Linked DNA regions of Arabidopsis thaliana: region 1 is linked to region 2. The links are chromatin contacts, called in public capture Hi-C maps. All regions are on one chromosome and are shown on one strand. The core of a region is the stretch at or near the end of the contact, and the rest is flanking DNA. Distances in the headings are between cores, read along the strand shown.

Region 1 (2,700 bases), core at 75-2,574, 200 kb after region 2:
CAAGATTCTACGATTTCTACATACGAGGAATGATGCCATTACAACATTATTGGCCAATCAGAGACGATTCCAAGTGTACTTCTCTCAAATTCGCCGTACATTGGGGCAATACACACGAGGACAAGGTCCATATATCTAACTAAAGATTTCTTACATCTTTAATCTTTACGTCTGATTTGTATCAATTTAACCCTGTGTTTGTTGTTGTGTATAGGCTCGTGAGATAGGAGAGGTAGGAAGTAGATTTATAAGAGAGGAGGTGAATATGCAGTATGTGTATGACTATATGTTTCATTTACTCAAAGAGTATGCAACACTCTTGAAATTTAAGCCGGAGATTCCGTTAGATGCAGAGGAGATCACGCCGGATAGTATGGGGTGTCCCGCGACGGAAAGGTGGAGAGATTTTAAGGCGGAGTCAATGATTATATCTCCTAGTGAAGAGTCTCCTTGTGAGATGCTTCCTCCTTATGATCCTCTAGCTTTAAAAGAGGTTCTTGAGAGAAAAGCTAATTTAACTCGTCAGGTTGAGTTGTGGGAAAACCAATACTTTCAAAATCTTACCAACAAACCTTAAATTGTTTTGTTTTTTCCTTCTTCGTTGACGAGATCAACCGCAACCAAATAGTTCAGTCGTGGGAGGATCAATACTCTCTTGATTTGACTTATAAACCTTGATTTTTTTTTCTATCATCATTAACCATTTGTCGAATATACTTTTCAAAGTATACTTTGTTTATGGTCTTGTTATATGCTCATCTCATTGATCCTTTTAAATTAGATTATCAGAAGAGATATGTAAGTCTTTCGAATACATCTACATTCTAGCTCGTATATAAATAAGAAGAAGTGAAAAAAATTTAAACGATTTTTGGCATGAAGTGATTTTGTTGTCAAAGTGAATTAAATACAGAAATTTGGAGGGCACTATTGTTATATTAAGATAAGGTGGGAACTAGTCCTAAACTTGGCCTATCATGGCAAACCTTTTTTTCTAATATCCTGCCAATCTTTTTGACCAATTGAATATTCTTTTTCTTTCTTAGAAATTTCTTAATCATTCATCTCATCTCAACTAGAAAGTTTTTTTTTTCAAAAGTAACTTATAATTTCTTTCATTGTTGGTAATTTTGTGAGATCACTCGGGCTCCATAAGTCTGTTTCATTGACAAAAAGAAACAACTGTAAGAATATTTTCTCCCAAAATTAATAAATTAATTAACATGGAATATATATACGTAGGTGGGTTGACTTGACTTAGTTAGGCTTTGGCTATGGTTCTCCTTAAAGCCTTTATAAAATAAGCCAGCACTAATTAAATATCAGTCATGATCTTTTTAAAACACATGCTGAAAATTGTTTTTTTTTAAAAATCAAACATATAATTGTACTAATTTAGACCTCCAAACCCTTAAATCAACCCATTTTCTACCTCATAAAAGAGATCCATGATAAGTGAGCTCTGCTTCATCTCTTTCTAGTTCTTGTGTTCTTGTTGTGTTTTGTCCGATGAGAGAGAACACACAAGTGGCTCAATTCACAGAAGATCATCACCAGAGACATCAAACCCCAATAACTTGTTTAAGCTCTAAACTAGCAAAGATATGGACATTGTTCACCACCAAAATCTTCATCTTCGTCCTCTTCATCATCCTCCTTAGTGCTTCTGTCTCTTGGATGTATGCGGTATATATTTTTCTCTTTCTCTTGATCCACCAGTCATATCTATATATAAACCTCTTTCTTTTGGCTTGATGATAAATTATACATATAACAATATCTCATACGACACGTTAAAGAGAATTATATATTGTAACCAGTGTGTGTTTGTTTGTTTTCTCTACTCTTTAACCCATTTAAATAATTTCATATTTTGCTACTTATATACTTGTATTCCGAAGTTGGATCTTAAATTATTTTACGTGGTGTCGTTAAAAAGTTTGTTTTAGGTGAGAATAAATTCCAAGTGACATCAATATTCACAAGAAACACCAAAAAAAGCACTCCCACAAAAACAACAACAACTACAGATATCCCCAAGATCGCCATCAAGATCCCATTAAACTGCACATCACTCAACAGCAACACAACACAAACATGTCCTTCAAATTACCCAACCAAGTTCGAACCAGCGATCTCTTCCTCGGAGACATGTCCTGACTACTTCAAGTGGATCCACCGAGACTTAAAGGTATGGCAAAAGACAGGGATCACAAGGGAAACACTAGAGAGAGCAAGACCAAATGCTCACTTCAGGATAGTGATAAAGTCAGGGAGATTGTACGTTCATCAATACGAGAAAGCATTTCAGACAAGAGATGTGTTCACAATCTGGGGAATACTTCAGCTTCTAAGGATGTATCCTGGTCAAATCCCTGACCTTGAGCTTCTCTTCCTCTGCCATGATAGACCCGCCATTTGGAAAAGAGACTTGAAGAAAAAACGAAAGGATACGTGGCCTCCTCCGCCGTTGTTTCACTACTGTGGTCACCGTGATGCATACGACATAGTTTTCCCTGATTGGAGCTTCTGGGGATGGTATGACTTTTCATCAACATTATCACAATAATATCTCTAAAATCTGGTCAAGAACGTATATGGGCCCGTATTAACAAACAAATGACATAAACATTGACTATTCTTTTCTTTAGGCCTGAGCTGAATATAAAGGAGTGGAATAAATTATCTGTGGCACTAAAA
Region 2 (2,700 bases), core at 174-2,673:
GCAGAGGTGAAGGATTATGCTTGTCACAGAGCTGGAGAGCCTGTATCAATTAAGAAGTCTAGGATTTTGAAGAGGGAGCCTTATCAGTCAAAGAGATGCGGTTGTGGTTTTAGGATTAGAGCTATTGTTCCCATTGCTAACTACAGTGAAAAGACCAAAACTTTTGTATATCAGGAAGAAGGGACAGCTGTTTTTAAGCTATACGCTGTCCATTCAGGGCATGAGCCGGGGGCTATGGATGGAAATGCGAGAATCATGCATCGGGTTGTTGGTCATAAGGGTTTTTTGATGGATCAAGAGACTGTCTACGGAGTGCGGGACGAAGACGTGGAAACCGAAGGGATGGGATTGACTGGGAAGGATGAACGTGCCGAGATGCAGTTTACTGTCTTGCATCAGGTGCAGGAACTAAGGAGCGAACTTGGCACTCTAGAAGGAAAGATTGGGAATTTTTCACAAGAGATGTTGGGTTCAGTGTCCACAGAGTTGTTTGAGATGCTCAACAAGATCAGAAATATCGGCGTTGAGAGTGCCCAGGATACAACGGGCTTGGTTGCAGAGAAATCACACTCAGATGAAATACTTGTTGGAGATAACGATCTAGTACATTGGAGTGACCATCACCACGAGCATTTATATGGAGATGGGAAGGATGCAGAACTTATTGAAGACGATGAGGACAGTTTTGAGAGGAGCCTTGATGATGTTGTTCCTTGGGAACAGATAACGCCACCGTCAGATTGTACAAATCAAAAGGAGGATCTTTTGTCTGAGACATGTAAGCCTGAGAAATGGTTAAAGTGCAATGACTTTGATGAGAATAGCATTCTGAATAGCGAAGATTCTAAATTAACAAAACCGATGAGCCACGATGGAGGTAGTATAGAAACAGATGTAGGTTTAGCTGGTATACAAGTCGATAGCTTCTATCAAGAAAACTCGAAATGGTATGACTCTCCTTGTGGTTTGGATTCAAACACGGACGGTGAAGACACTGGATTCAGCAGACATGGGGAGATTTTGTAGAAACATGGTAAGGTTCTTCGATATAACCAATTTCTAACTTTCTATCTCACACATCTCGTTATGCATACCCTTCCCCAACTCATAAATGGGAACCAGATTGTATATTTTATGTGTTCTATTACAAGGTTTCAGGGATTTTTTTTGTTTGGCTGTGTTTCTTGTAGGTGTTGTTTCCTTCTTGTGTTATGTAAATTCAAACTCAGATTGTTTCTATGCATATATCTAAGATCGGAAAGCTTTCAAGGTGTCTCACTTTTTGATTATTGCCAAGTGATCATCTCTTGGTTTTTAAGACTCCATTAGCAAATTTGTCCAAATATTTCTAATTTTTAATCAAGACTCAATAAACTTTATGAATTTTTGAATTGTAAATATACAAATACGTATGATCTTGGAAATAAAAGTAACTCCAGACCGGGAACAGGCTACGAATTTCCCGGCGATCAACAGCTCAGAAACGTAGTGATGTGAAATGTCGCAATTGGTGTTTGAATTTCCTTCAATTACACAAAGTTGCTGTGGAAGTCCAGTGTCAACTGAAGGGTATTTCGGTCATATAATAGTGAATTTTCATTTCGATGGCAGAAAAATCAAACTGCGACGACGCGATCTGAAGTATCGTCTCATCTACCTCTTTGCTCTGTACCCTGCAATTTCCTTTTGCAGCGGCTTGAGTCAGACTCGTTGACCCAACTCGGATCGGACTCAGAGCTCCGAGGCAATTCACGGGAAGAGACTGTTTCGTTCCCGTTGGTCTATTTGTTCTAGATCTGTGAGTCGCTGAGCTCGCCGTGAAAATTGGGAATGGCTTCCTCGGAAGCTGATTCCCGATTGAGTCGAGTCGTAACACCAGCTTTAGAGAAGATCGTCAAGAACGCGTCGTGGCGTAAACACTCGAAGCTAGCTAACGAATGCAAAGCTGTTATCGAGCGGCTAAATTCGCTGCAGAAATCACCACCTCCTTCGTCCTCTGCTGCTACTGACTCCGAGTCTGAATCCTCTGTTCCCGGTCCACTTAACGACGGTGGTTCGATCGAGTACTCGCTCGCCGATTCGGAACTCATCTTCAGCCCTCTGATCAATGCCTGTGGCACTGGCCTCGCCAAGATCATCGAACCTGCTATTGACTGCATTCAGAAACTTATCGCGCATGGTTACATTCGTGGTGAATCGGACCCGTCCGGTGGAGCGGAGTCCCTTCTCCTTTTTAAATTGATCGATTCCGTTTGTAAATGCCATGATTTGGGAGATGAATCCATTGAATTACCTGTGTTAAAGACTCTGTTATCTGCCATTAACTCCATCTCGCTGAGGATCCATGGCAAATGCTTGCTCCTAGTTGTTCGTACTTGCTACGACATTTACTTGGGAAGCAAAAACGTGGTGAATCAGACGACTGCCAAGGCTTCGCTGATCCAGATTCTGGTGATTGTTTTCCGGAGAATGGAGGCGGATTCGTCAACGGTTCCAATTCAGCCGATTGTAGTGGCTGAGCTCATGGAGCCACTCGAAAAATCAGATGCGGATGGGACAATGACGCAGTTTGTTCAGGGTTTCATCACCAAAATCATGCAAGATATTGACGGAGTGTTGAACCCGACAATGTCAGGATCAGGATCAGGATCAGGGTCAGGAGGCCAAGATGGGGCATATGGGACTACCACAGTGGAGACT

The links. Capture Hi-C pulls out chosen DNA fragments and counts their contacts.
Region 1: a capture Hi-C map of seedling shows a contact between it and region 2, with 1.6 times the contacts expected there. The contact joins the promoter of AT3G61280 here to the promoter of AT3G60860 in region 2. A contact is called at or near these places in 1 of 26 Hi-C or Micro-C datasets (root) and 1 of 3 other capture datasets (seedling).

Annotation. Positions count from the first base shown.
Region 1 is chr3:22,679,636-22,682,335 of TAIR10.1, forward strand. It overlaps AT3G61280 (O-glucosyltransferase rumi-like protein (DUF821)), which reads left to right and starts at 1,325. Exons shown (of 6, transcript NM_115992.4): 1 at 1,325-1,686; 2 at 1,940-2,538; 3 at 2,652-2,700. The coding sequence starts at 1,510. AT3G61270 (O-glucosyltransferase rumi-like protein (DUF821)) reads left to right here. Exons shown (of 6, transcript NM_115991.3): 5 at 1-125; 6 at 215-874. The coding sequence ends at 577.
Region 2 is chr3:22,482,974-22,485,673 of TAIR10.1, forward strand. It overlaps AT3G60860 (SEC7-like guanine nucleotide exchange family protein), which reads left to right and starts at 1,424. Exons shown (of 11, transcript NM_115950.4): 1 at 1,424-2,700. The coding sequence starts at 1,831. AT3G60850 reads left to right here. Exons shown (of 1, transcript NM_115949.3): 1 at 1-1,277. The coding sequence ends at 1,026.